2 separate regions of the Sus scrofa genome follow, and region 2 is linked to region 1. Evidence: chromatin contacts called from public HiChIP or PLAC-seq data. All regions are on one chromosome and are shown on one strand. The core of a region is the stretch at or near the end of the contact, and the rest is flanking DNA. Distances in the headings are between cores, read along the strand shown. Region 1 has its middle 47 kb from the start of PIK3CG. Region 2 overlaps LOC110255501 (a long non-coding RNA gene).

Region 1 (6,938 bases), core at 1,881-4,380:
TAAGAGCTGCACCTGTGGCATATGGAAGTTCCCAGTCTAGGAGTCGAATCGGACCTACAGCTGCCAACCTGCACCACAGCCACAGCCACACCAGAAACAAGCCATGTCTGTGACCTACACCACAGCTCATGGCAACACTAGATCCTTAACCCACTCAGAGAGGCCAGGGATTGATACTAGTTGGGTTGGTCATCGCTGAGCCACAATGGGAACTCCAAGGAGCCATTTTTCAAACCTAAGTCTCTTGGGGTCCCAAAGCCATGCCCTTTTGTCTCCCTGGGCCTACCTGACCTCTCCATTCCAGGCATCAAGGCACATTCCAGGTATACCTGGTCCCAATCTATCAGAGGTGCCTCCTCTGAGCCCCAAATAACCAATAGGATCTACTGGTGCCCAGCTTGTGGTAATGAATGCTACCAGGCTGAGACCCTGGGTGCTCTCTCTCTTCTTTTCCCAGCTTCACTGAGCTATAATTGAGAAATAAAATTGCATATATTTAAAGTATACGATGATCTGATATAGGTATATACTATAAAATTTTTACACAATCAAGTTAATTAACATAGCCATCACCTCACATACTTATTCTGTGTGTGTGTGTGTGTGTGTGTGTGTGTGTGGACATTTAAGATCTACTCTTTTAGGAGTTCCTGTTGTGGCTCATCATTAATAAACCCAACATAGTATCCATGAGAACACAGGTTCGATCTCTGACCTCACTCATTAGGTTAAGGATCCAGCATTGCTGCAAGCTGTAGCATAGGTCACAGAGGCAGTTTGGATCTGGCATTGCTGTAGCTGTGGCAAAGACAGCAGCTCTGATTCAAACCCTAGCCTGGGAACTTCCATGTGCTACAGATGTGGCCATAAAAAGAGGGAGAAAAAAAATCTACTCTCTTGGCAAATTTCAAGTATACAATAGAGTGTTATGAAGTACAGTCACTGTGCTGCACATTCGATCCTCAGAACTGATTCTCTTACCACAGAAGGTTTGTACCCTCTGACCAGTATCTCCCTCTCTCAGCTCCTGGCAACCACCATTCTACTCTGTTTCTATGAGTTTGACTTCTTTTTTATCCCATATAAAAGTGATTCCATGCAGCATTTGTCTCTCTCTCTCTCTGTCTGGCTTATTTCCCTTAGAATTGTGCCCCCTACCCCACACCTGTTTATCCATGTTGTCATCTTAAATAGTAGGATGTCCTTCTTTTGCAGCTGAATAATATTCGATTGTATATACCGACCACATGAAAAAAAGTACAGAACCCACTAGAATACTTGAAAAAATCAACTTCTTTTTTTTTGTCTTTTGTCTTTTTGTTGTTGTTGCTATTTCTTGGGCCGCTCCCGTGGCATATGGAGGTTCCCAGGCCAGGGGTTGAATCGGAGCTGTAGCCACCGGCCTACGCCAGAGCCACAGCAACGCGGGATCCGAGCCAAGTCTGCAACCTACACCACAGCTCACGGCAACGCCGGATCGTTAACCCACTGAGCAAGGGCAGGGACCGAACCCGCAACCTCATGGTTCCTAGTCGGATTCGTTAACCACTGCGCCACGGCGGGAACTCAGAAAAAATCAACTACTTAACTAAAGAAAAGTATGGTGAAAAAGGGTGGGAAAGCAGGTGATTAGGATATAGCCTACTGGTACATTTCAGAAGGTTTTTATGAGTAGGATTTGATTAATCATTGCCAGACCTTAGGAGGACAAACAAAAGTAACTTTATATAAAGGCAGGAAAGAGGTGCTTTGTAACCAAGTCCCGTGAGGCGTTTGAATGAATTCTCACTGGGGTTGTGATCCCTGGAGAAATCGTCAAGGAAAGAATTTATGTCCTTCATCCTGGATAGTTCTTACTGCCAATGGTGAGAGGTTTTGATCCAGATGAGATGGCCTCTGGCAGTCCCCACCATCAGGTGACTCTAGGATTAAGAATGGTTCCATACCTTTCACAGGGCCCACCTGACATGTCAGTGCTTCAGAGCTACAGTGCTTGCAGAATTATCACAGTTACTGAGTGGGATTATTGTGCCTCATTAAACATTAAATATATCTAAAGAATGGCACTGCATAAACATACTATGGGCTTGTAGCATCTTAACTGGATCTAATCATCACATCCCAGAAATCTAAAATCTAATATAGACAATTAGGTTTAGTAGAAGAAGAGGGAAATGAAAGCTTATGACCGGGACAGTTATAAGAAAGAGGCTTATTAAAAGTGAATGTGGGAGTTCCCCCCGTGGTTCAGCGGTAACAAACCCAACTAGTATCTATGAGGACATGGGTTCTGGCCCTACTCAGTGGGTTAAGAAACTGGCGTTGCTGTGAGAGCTTTGGTACGGGTCACAGACTTGGCTCAGATTTGGCATTGCTGTGGCTGTGTCTGTGGCGTAGGCTGGCAGCTGCAGCTCTGATTCGACCACTAGCCTGGGAATTTTCATATGCTGCAGGTATGCCCCTGCAAAGACCACCCTCAAAAATAAATAAATAAATACATAAATACATAAATAAATAAATAAATATGAATGCAGTGGGAAAGACACTATTTATCTGTCTCTAGTCCTAACAAACGGTAGTGTTCTTGGTATCAGCTATTTTCCCACCTGTCCAGTAGGTGTCAGTGTAAGACAGTGTTCCTAGAACTGACGAAGCTTTAAACGAGAAACAAAAAATAGACTATGAAGTTATAAAAGAAAGATGTAATAAAGATGGGGCTACAAAAATTCCACATAAGATTTTAAATGACATTATTTAAAAATAGGCTGACCTAAACAAAAATTCCTCATGGGTGAGATGACAGAGTTGGACAAGGGGGGGCTCAGAAGACCCCATCTGGCTTTCAGATTCCTTGTGAAGTCAGCAGGAATTCCTGCTCTGAATGCATCCAGCAGAACTCAGCATTGCTGTAAGAGCTGGTCACTATTAACTAGTACAAGAACCAATGAACAGCCAGCCAGACCCTTTAAAAAAAAAAGAGAGAGAGAGAGAGATACTTCCCTGCTTCTCAGAGATTTACCAGATAAAACAGAAATCCTATAATCCACAGAAATAGATCATTACAAGGATTATAAAAGTGAACCAAGGAAAAAGGGGAAACGAAGGTCATATGAGCAGTGTGTAGAATATGTTGAGTCATGCAGGGTGTGCTGCCTGGAGTTGTCCTTTGACCTGGAATGGAAGAGAAGAGAGCCACAAAACCAGGGCTCCACCTGAGCCCCGCCCTTCTGCTCTACATGCAATTTTCCTCCTCCGAATATGAATGAATGCACTTTATACTCTGATAAAGGGCAAGCAATAAATAACATTAAAAAGAATTATTTTTTTAATTCACTCTATAAAGGTACTATTGATATGATAAAGGAAAAATAAGGGGAAAGGGCATATCTACTGAGTACCTCACACACAGAGTATGTCATATGATCCTTACCAAAATCCTGAGATACACTGAAGCACTATGCTGTACACCAGAAGCTAACAACACGGTAAATCAACTAGACTTCAATTTTTTAAAAAAATCCTGAGATGTAAGCGATATTGTTCTTATTTTTAGATAACGGATCCAAGGCTCACTAAAGTTACATAACTTGCCTGAGATTACAATAGCTAATACTGATGAGCAAGTACTCTGCACCAGATATGTAAATGCACCAGCAACAATCCTATGAAAAAAGTTACTATGTGTTCATTTTGCAGAACAGGACATTAAGTCTCACAGAAAAGAAGTTCTTGCTTCCCCAAGGTCACAGAGCTCCGAATTAGTCCAGCTGAAATTCAAACTCACGGGCTGCATGTGGGTTCTCTGGAGAGCAGACTGAAATGGAATGAAGGCTGCAGTGTTTATTGCGGAATGCCTTAGGATTAGCACCTGTGGAAGGAAGGCATGAAAGCAGGACTGGGAGGCCCATGTGAATTGCTGGGCCCTGGGCCAAATAGCTAGGCTTATATACACCTGCCATAATCCGTCATTGGCTGTGGACATGGCCTAGGCAGCTGAGGCAGACCCTGAGGGGCTAGCAGCTGACAAGCATCTGCTGATCACACCCCTTTCTGGAAAGGACATCTGGGCAGCCCCTCCACGTTCCTCGCACCCTGTCTGTGTCTTAGCCCAGTTCACATTTTTTGGCTACAGCATGATGGTCGAGGCCAGAAGGGAGACAGGAGACCTTGATGGAATTTTCATCGTGGGGCTGCTGCTGATGAGGCCGGGCCCCAGCTTCTCACCCCTTAGATGCTTCAAACAGCATCAGCAGAAGTCGAGAAAGGGGTGGAGGCTGACAGCGCTGACTCAACAGCAGGGTCAGTCATTAAATGATTGTTGTTGATTGACACCATCTAGGTAGCTTAGAAAGGGAGGTTCCAACCCACTCACAGACCCGATAGTTGGTCTGGGCACTTCCGTGGTATAGGAACATCTGATCACCGGCTGCTTGCCCCTCACTCCCTGCAGATGCCACTGAGATGGCAAAGCCACCCAGTGTGCCCAGCACTGGCCTGGCCTGCTGCCTGCCTGCCTGCCCCGCCTGAGGTGAGTAGGCTGGTTTCCCTTTGGAAATAGAGCCGCCTGTGCTACTTCAAGCAATGACCATAGCAAAATGCCACCCTGAGTGGCCAGAAATTCTCATACTTCTACTTGAATTCAGAGAACAGCTGACTTGACAGAAGGCAGAAAGCGGGTGAATTTAGCTCGCCTGGGAACAGATGAGCATAGAGCCAAACCAGCTTTCTGTGGTGAAATTCCTCAGCCCTGTCATCCCAGTGAAGTGTGGAAGAGAGGCTGGAAAGCTTGCAGAACTGGAACCTCATCACCTCATGGGTCTGCAGCCCATGTCTGCCATAAACCCCAGCACGGTCATGGGCCCCCCACCCCACCCCATGAACTTGGTTGCCTTGGATCACCCATTTCCCGCTCCTGGAACTGGACCTCCCCTTGGGCACAGTCAGGAAAACCCAGCCAAAGCCTCCATTCAAATACTGCTCCTTGAAACCATCCATGCCCACCACCCCCGTCGAAAGTAATTTTAATTCCTTTGGCAGCTACCACTGAAGTTTTCAGTTGTTTGACAAGAGAGTTACTAACATTTTAAATTGTACATAAGAATCACCACAAGGGCTTGATGAAAAGCCAGATCCCTTGCTTCTGGGCTCCAGACCTGCTGATTCATCAGGGATGGAGAGGCCTGAGAGTCTGCATTTTCATAATCAGCCCTGCTATCCCCCATGCACATGATCCATAAGGAATAGTTTGAGAAGTCCTGGCATCGTGATCTAAAAAGATTTCCTCCCTCCAAAAGGGAGTCTACACTTGCTGTAGAGTCGATTTCCTCAAGTTCATGTTTAGATGCAATAGGAGGTAGAGACCCTGCTATATTCATTGCTTTCTTTCCTACAGTATCTAGCGTAGAGTTTCAAACATTGTGGACTGGTCAGCTAAGTCTTTTTGGTCTCCTGGTTTTTGTTTCACTCTTCCAAACAATTTGGGGTTTGTCAGAAGCCCACTTCTCACTCCTGCTTTGCCCATATTTCCACCTCCCATCCCCAGGCTCCTACATAATCTGCATAAGCCACTGAGCTCTGCCTTCACCCCACTCAACCTGCTCCTTCTGTAACCTTCCTTTAGTAGGTCCCTTCACCCCACTCAATCTGCTCCTTCTGTGACTTCTTTTAGTAGAGTTTTCAGTTGTTTGATGAGAGATTTTGGCAGGATTTTTAAAAAATTCTCTGTTTTACAAAAGACCATATTTTATTCTAACTTTTAAAACATACATGTTCATTGGGCATATTTTAGAAAATTGAAGCATAAAGAGGAAACCGTACTGGTAATCTCAGTTTCCTCTTTGGTGTGCTTTTTCGCACATCCAGATCCCACCTTCTGGGAGCTATGTCGACAGCCTTCATTTTCCTTTGGACCTTCCCTTCTTTTCTGAGAAGGCTGGCACCTTATCTCAGATTTAGAAGGGAGATTTGAAGGGAAGAGGGAATCTAAAGGCGGTTATAAATAAACAAAACTGGTTCTGTGATTTAGCCCCACCTATCCAAAATTAAACACATATGAAACTAGTGGTACGGCTTTGACCAAGCACACTCTGGAAATGTTTGGGCAACGGCATTTCAGAGAACTCAGAGTCTTCTTGCTGGCTTTCAGGATCCACTTAGCAAAACAGGTAGATGATTAGGAGAAGGTAGGGATAATATGCACAACAATAAAAATAAAAAGCAAACATATACGACATCCTATGTGCTGGGGACGGGTATAAACATGCATTGCATGCATTAACTTCACAACAGCTCTATGAGGTAGGAATTATTACTGCTACCACTTGACAAAGGAGGAAAATGAGTCACAGAGAGGTTAAGTAACTGGCCCAAGATCATACAGCTAGTAGTGGAATTTGAACCTCATCAGGCTCCAGAGTCCATGTTCTTAACTATTAACTGCAAGTTAATGAGCATGCCAACAATTATAACATTTACGTCATTTAAAGACTGTAAGTAACACTGCACTTGAAATTTTGTCCAAGGTCCCAAACATTCCAGAGTGTTTGCTTAGGAAATAAGACTAGTCAAAAAAAAAAAAAAAAAAAAAAAAAAAAAGGAGTTCTCATAGTGGCTTAGTGGTTAACGAATCCAACTAGGAACCATGAGGTTGCGGGTTCGATCCCTGGCCTCGCTCAGTGGGTTAAGGATCCGTCGTTGTGAGCTGTGGTGTGGGTTGCAGACGCAGCTCGGATCCTGCATTGCTGTGGCTCTGGTGTAGACTGGTGGCTACAGCTCCAATTAGACCCCTAGCCTGGGAACCTCCATATCCTCCACAGGGTGTGGCCCTAGAAAAGACAAAAAAAAAAAAAAGACTATAGTCAACCATCAGACAATGGTTCCACCCAAAATTATCATGACTCAGTCCTGTCTGACAGAGCTTGCATGCAGCTTGATTGAAG
Region 2 (6,938 bases), core at 2,835-5,334, 140 kb after region 1:
ATTTTTATAATGTTGACTGTCTTAGTTCAAGTTGTTATTAACAGAACACCATACACTGGCACGGGAAGTTTAAACAACAGAAATTATTTCTCTTATATACAGAGATTGAGAAATCCAAGATCAAGGTGTCAGCAGATCCAATATTTGATGAGGGTCCATACATTGGCACTGGGAAGTTTAAACAACAGAAATTATTTCTCTTATTTATAGAGATTGAGAAATCCAAGATCAAGGTGTCAGCAGATCCAATATTTGATGAGGGTCCATACATTGGCACTGGGAAGTTTAAACAACAGAAATTATTTCTCTTATATACAGAGATTGAGAAATCCAAGATCAAGGTGCCAGCAGATCCAATATTTGATGAGGGTCCATACATTGGCACTGGGAAGTTTAAACAACAGAAATTATTTCTCTTATTTATAGAGATTGAGAAATCCAAGATCAAGGTGCCAGCAGATCCAATATTTGATGAGAGTGACCTTTCTGGTTTATAGAGGACAGCCCCCTTATGGGAGAGGGCAGGGAGAAAGAAGGGGATACAAGGGGAGGGAGAAAGGGGAAAAGAGAAGGGGAAGGGGAAGAAGAAGAGAAAATTCTCAAATGTCTCTTCTTATAAGGAAGGACACTAAGTCCATTTTAACAGTTCCACCCTCATGACCTAATTAGCCCATAAGGGGCCCCTTCCAAATACCATCACACTGGGGATTATGGTTTCAATACAAGGCATGGGGTGGGGGGGAAGACAAACATTAAATGCATAGCATCAATCATGGAAAGTGGACCTGAGGCTAGAGAGAGGTGGGTTTCTCACTATAAACTGCTCTATGATCTTTGATTTATTTGGAGTTTATACTTCTTTGATTAAAACATTTTTGAAAATTAATTTTATTGGAGAATACTATGGATTTACAATGTTGTGTTAGTTTCAGGTGTGCAGCAAAGTAAATCAGTCATACATATACATATATCCATTCTTTTTCCCATATTAGAAATTATGGAGTAGATTTTCCTGTGCTGTATAGAAAGTTCTCTATTTTATATAGTAGTTTGTATATGTTATTTTCACTCTACCAATTCTTCCCTCCCCCAAAAATTTCACCTATGGTAACCATAGTATTTGTTTTGAAATATGTGAGTTTATTTCTGTTTTTTATTTTTTTATTTATTTTTAATTTTTTTGGATTTTTCCTTTTAGGACCACACCCATGACATATGGAGGTTCCCAGGCTAGGGGTCAAATGGAGCTGCAGCTGCCAGCCTACACCACAGCCACAGCAACACCAGATCCGAGCTGCGTCTTGGAACAATACCACAGCTCACGGCAACGCCAGATCCTTAACCCACTGAGTGAGGCCAAGGATCAAACCCGCATGGTCCCTAGTCGGATTCGTTTCCGCAGCGCCAGGACAGGAACTCCCTGTTTCTGTTTTTCAAATAAGTTATTTTGTATCATTTTTATTAGATTCCACATATAAGTGATATCATATGCTATTTGCCTTTCCCTGTCTTACTTCACTCAGTATGATAATTAACTTATTATTATTATTATTATTACTATTTTGCTCTTTAGAGCCACACCTACACATACAGAAATTCCCAGATGAGGGGTCAAGTCAGAGCTGTAGGCGCTGGCCTATGCCACAGCCACAGTAACAAGGGATCTGAGCCACGTCTGCAACCTACACCATGGCTCACAGCAACACCAGCTCTTTAACCCACTGAGTGAGGCCAGGGATCAAACCCACATCCTCATCGATCCTAGTCGGGTTCGTTAACCACTGAACCACGACAGGAACTCTGACAATTAACATTTTAGATGCATTCCAGGAATCACCTCCTCTGTGAAGCCTCCTCTGACCTCCCTCCACTAGTAGAGTTGGGCATTCATTTGTGTCCTGGCTGTACTCCTAGCAGATGTTATGGCCTAAATTATGCCCCCCAAAAATGCAAATGGGGAAACCTTTACCCCCATGTGACTATTTTTGGAGCCAGGGCCTTTAAGACAGTGATGAAATTAAAGGAAGTCTTAAGAGTGGAGCCCTGATCCAACAGATCTGCTGTCCTTATAAGAAAAGAAGAGACTCCAGAGCTCTCTGCCAAATTAGGACACATTGAAAAGGCAGCTGTCCACGAGCCAAGAAGAAAGTTCTCGCCAGAACCTGACTATGCTAGTACCTAGCATAGGGTCTCAACTTTCACCTCTAGAACTGTGAGAAAACAAACTTCTGTTGTTGAAGCCAGCCAGTCTGTGATACTTTATTATGGCAGCCCAAGCTGGCTAATATACTGGGTTCTACTGCCACGATTTGATACATCCAGTTCCCCTTCTGAATTCCAGGCTCCTGAGAGCAAAGCCCCATATGAATGTAACTGCCATACATTGAGGGCTTACTACACGCCAGTCACTGTACGAGGCACTCATATTGTCTAATTTAAACCTTACAGCTTCAGAGCATCTCGTTTTACAGAAAAAGAAACTAAGGCTTGGAGAAATTATATGGCTTATCCAAATTCATTAGAATTCATTTATATCTGGCTCCACACCACCATACTGCCTTCTTTGGCTTCTGTTTCCTTGCCTCCTAGCAGTTCCCCACACACATCTGGTTTGGAGAGGTTGTCAATTTCCTGATAAATGTATTCTAATCTCATCAAGGGAAAATAACCTGTTTCTCTTTACTGTATAAATTCCTGAACTTGATATTCTTGAAAACTCCCACCTCCCATAATAATAAAATTTAAAAGCCCCTCTCTCTTCTAGGAGTTCCCTGGTGGCTTAGCAGGGTAAGGACCTGTCATTGTCACTGCTGGGCTCAGGTTCGATCCCTGGCCCAAGAACTTCCACATGCTGCAGGCACAACCAAAAAAAAAACCTCTCCAGATCCATCTGTATAACTCACAGAGCTCAGTGCAAAATGCAATTGCAAGGCCTCTTGTTCAAAAATTATTAAGAACTTCAAAAGCTTCCAGGTTGGTGAACACATGGAGCTTTGGGGAGAGTAGTGCACCCATGGATCATGGAAACGCCACACTCCATCCCACGTACCTTGCCCCCTGCTTCTCTTCCATCTGGCTGTGCCTCAGTTAAATCCTTTTGTGATAAGCTAATAAACAGTGCCCATTCTGGACACCCACCTTACTTTATTCAAAGAACAATCCACCCCAGCGATCTCTGCACAGCAGTGTGTTGAGATCTCACTTGTTCCTTTTTTCAGCTTCAGTGTCCTCCACTGTGTGGCTTACTCAACCAGTTCCTGATGACGGATATTTGCCCTGTTTCCAGTCTTCTGTTACTGTGAGAGGTACAATGTAATAAAAGAAACTCAAGATGGCAATAGCAGAGCATTAAATGAAGTGTAGGGCCTGTCTCTATACAGGGCTTGATGTGGCTATACATATGCAACTGCTAGTGACACAAGGTCATAAGTTCAGGTGGGGTGAGAGTATCATCACCCCACCCACTCCAGAGTGGACCAGAGGTCATCATACATCCACTTCTCCTATGTTCTCTTTTCTCTGGAAATGGTTTCTTTATCTATCAAGAACAAGCCCTTGACATTAATTCAGAAAGATGATGGCACCCCAGTGTTCGTAGTAGCACTGTTTACAATAGCCAAGATAATGAAAGCAGCTTAAGCACCCAACAATAGATAACTGCATAAAGAAGATGTGGTATATATACAATGGAGCATTAGTCATGAAAGAAAGAACGAAACTTTGCTATTAGCTTGAGCACTCCATGACAAAAGATTCATTTAGCATAGAGAGTTCCAAGAAAACTAAGTTTGAACTGGAGTCCCACATACAAATCCATCATTCACAAGAATGCTTGGGTGGCCAGGACATTTGAATGAGGAGGTGCAAAGTGTCTAAGCAGAGGTTTGCACTCCCACCACCCCAGAGGACATTCGGCAATGTCTGGAGACATTTTTGGTTGTCACAGCAGGTGGGGAGGCTTCAGACATCTATCTAGTGGGTAGAGGCCAGCAATGCTGCTAAATGTCCTGTAATTTACGGAAGAGCTCCCACAACCAATATGCATCCAACCAACAGGGCAATAGTGCTGAGGTTGAGAAATCAAGTCTAGGCAACGATTCACCCTCAGAATGTGACTCTCAGGCCAAAGCTTAACATGCAGATCCTTGGGCTCCACCCAGGCGACTCAATCTTATGTAACACCCAGATATGTGCTTTTCAGAAATCTTCCCAGGTGATGTTAATGCATGTTAAAATGTAAGAGCCATTGAACTGAAATAACCGACTCTAAAGAAATAACATTTCTACCTGGAGAACTACCATTGCATGATTAGCAATGATGCCTGTTTAATGATAACAGAGAGAAAACTTTTACTTGCAAGCAGCTACACACTCTCTGGACAAAGCAACAGCATCAGAATAATCCACCCACAATCACAGCCTGTTCTAAAAAGACAGGGGACGTTATAAAGAAGAAAAACCGTCATCACATCTTCACCCTCCAACTACAGAAGCTAATTCCCTAGACTGCCAGAGGTATTTTTAAACGTTTATTGACATGAAAAACAAAACAGCTCTAAAAATCCCAATTGTAAGGCAATCTGTATTCCTCAAGGCTTGCAAATCCAAACATTCGAAATTAGGATCCATGAAATTAAAGAGAATACGTTACAAACATCCTGACTACCGCCTTCAACACATGTCACAGCACTGGGAAATTATTTTAAGCTTTATAACCCATATGAAATTTTGTCATTTTCCATTAACTTTAAAAATATAGACTTTAAAAGAAACACTGCCTGGAGCCCTCCCTCTCCCAGGGGCTGTATTAGAAGCTTCCCTTTTCCAGAAAGGTCAGCAAATACTCTTCCCTTCTCTGTCCAGTTTAGTTCCCACTAGAATGAGATACTGTTATTCACAGAAGTTCATCTCACCCCTGAAGGGTTGGGCCTGGGTAGTGGGCATCATCCCTAGTAGACATAAATGGAAGATTCAGCCCAGAAGCCTAAGCACAGATAAGGGGAGATTAGTCCCAGGGCTGATGCAGTAACAATTTCAAGGCTGTAAACCCAGACAGAAGGTCTGAGAGAAGTCGCTTCCTGGATAGTATGCTAATGTAAGCTTTTTCTGTCTTGGCGCATAAAAGGCACCTTTGCAGGTTAGCAAGACCACTGAACTCTAGCAAGGCCTCTGTAAGATAAAGGGAGGCAAGGCAGAGCCCTTGCACATTCTGGGGAACTTTTTGTTTAAAACCTTCGTGCTGCCACTTTACCCTGCCATTGGAGGAAACAAAAGTAAAATCAGCCGTAACTAAGCCAATCTGTCATTACTGCCTATCTTCCAACGCAGCTGAGCTTCTGGACTAAGAGTGAGGACAAAGGTGGAGAGACACGGTGCACCCAGGGGAGTAGAGGTACAGGGGCTCCCCGCCAGAAGCAGCGCTGCCGCTTCGTGTCCACAGAGCGAGGAGAGCCAGCAGAATCCTTAGGACATGACATAAAGAAAACGCTGTGAGTTTAAATGTAAAAAAATAAAAAATCCTTAGGACAGAAAAGACAACCCTCAGGGGCCTCTCCTCCCTTCCCAGCCTCACCCTAGTGACGTCCCTGTTTATCACACAAGGCCACCCAGCCTCTTTTTGGTCCTTGGGACTCTCATATCGCCTGTCAATGCCTGTCCTTCATTCCGTTCAAGGCTCTCTGCCTCCCTCTGCAAAAGACAGATATTCAGGGCTCATTCTACTCAGTTCTTTCAAGTTGAGAGGTTGATATGATAAAACTCACTAATGTATAAAGAAAGCAATGTGTTATCTCTGTAGGGGTTTAGAATATATCACCCCCAAATATGCCACTTTGGCATACTGACTATTTTGAATTAAAGTACGTGAGAGAGAGCTGATGCAGGAAGAATACCGACCCACCAATGTCCCCCTGAAAGAGGAGCTTAATCTCCCCTGTGAAAGGGACTCTGTACCTGGAAGGCAGAGGGCATCCTGATACATCACCACAGGCAGGGCTAAGAGGGTTATATAAACCTTGTTACTTCTTTATTTTTTATGGGTTTTTTGTTTGTTTGTTGGTTGGTTGGTTGGTTTTTAGGACCACACATGGGGCACATGGAGGTTCCCAGGCTAGGGGACAAATCAGAGCTACAGCTGCTGGCCTACATCACAGCCACAGCAAGGCAGGATCCAAGCCGCATCTGTGACCTACACCACAGCTCACAGCAACTCCAGATCCTTAACCCACTGAGTGAGGCTAGGGGTCGAACCTGCATCCTCATGGATACTAGTCAGATTCATTTCCGCTGAGCCACAATGGGAACTACCAAACCTTGTTACTTCGTCATTTTACTACCCCCTTTGTCTTGTCAATTCTTTACAAATCAATTGTTTTCTTGTCTAAAATGTATGCTGGGTCATTTCTTTGAGTCATATCTTTGTGGGACTCCAGCATGTATGTACCTAAGTACGTATGTAGTTAAATTTTTTTTCTTGCTCATCTGCCTTTTATTACTAGGTGTTCTCAGCCAAGCAAGAACCTAAAATGGTAGAGGAAAAACTACCATTCTCCTAACACCTTCCAAAGAATGTTTATATTTTAGAAGATATTAATAACATAAAGGTAATTCTTTTTTTTTTTTTTTTTTTTTTTGTCTTTTGTCTTTTTGTTGTTGCTATTTCTTGGGCCGCTCCCGCGGCATATGGAGGTTCCCAGGCTAGGGGTTGAATCGGAGCTGTAGCCACCGGCCTACGCCAGAGCCACAGCAACGCGGGATCCGAGCCAAGTCTGCAACCTACACCACAGCTCACGGCAACGCCGGATCGTTAACCCACCGAGCAAGGCCAGGGATCGAACCCGCAACCTCATGGTTCCTAGTCGGATTCGTTAACCACTGCGCCACGACGGGAACTCCCATAAAGGTAATTCTTAATGCAACATAACCAATCTGTAAAGGCA

The links. HiChIP or PLAC-seq counts read pairs in DNA pulled down with a chosen protein or histone mark.
Region 2: an H3K27ac HiChIP or PLAC-seq map of alveolar macrophages shows a contact between it and region 1. The contact joins two enhancer-like sites. A contact is called at or near these places in 2 of 2 datasets of contacts at active chromatin or transcription factors (alveolar macrophages and skeletal muscle).

Annotation. Positions count from the first base shown.
Region 1 is chr9:106,654,296-106,661,233 of Sscrofa11.1, forward strand. No RefSeq gene overlaps it. Among named protein-coding and RNA genes, the nearest start is that of PIK3CG, 47 kb to the right of the region's middle. Within about 2 kb of position 3,131, at least 24 of the 83 cell types and tissues checked have an H3K27ac peak or open chromatin away from gene starts, as enhancers often do. A contact at or near this core is called in alveolar macrophages, where this site is marked.
Region 2 is chr9:106,790,732-106,797,669 of Sscrofa11.1, forward strand. The region is part of intron 2 of LOC110255501 (a long non-coding RNA gene); the gene reads left to right. Among named protein-coding and RNA genes, the nearest start is that of PRKAR2B, 57 kb to the right of the region's middle. Within about 2 kb of position 4,085, at least 6 of the 83 cell types and tissues checked have an H3K27ac peak or open chromatin away from gene starts, as enhancers often do. A contact at or near this core is called in alveolar macrophages, where this site is marked.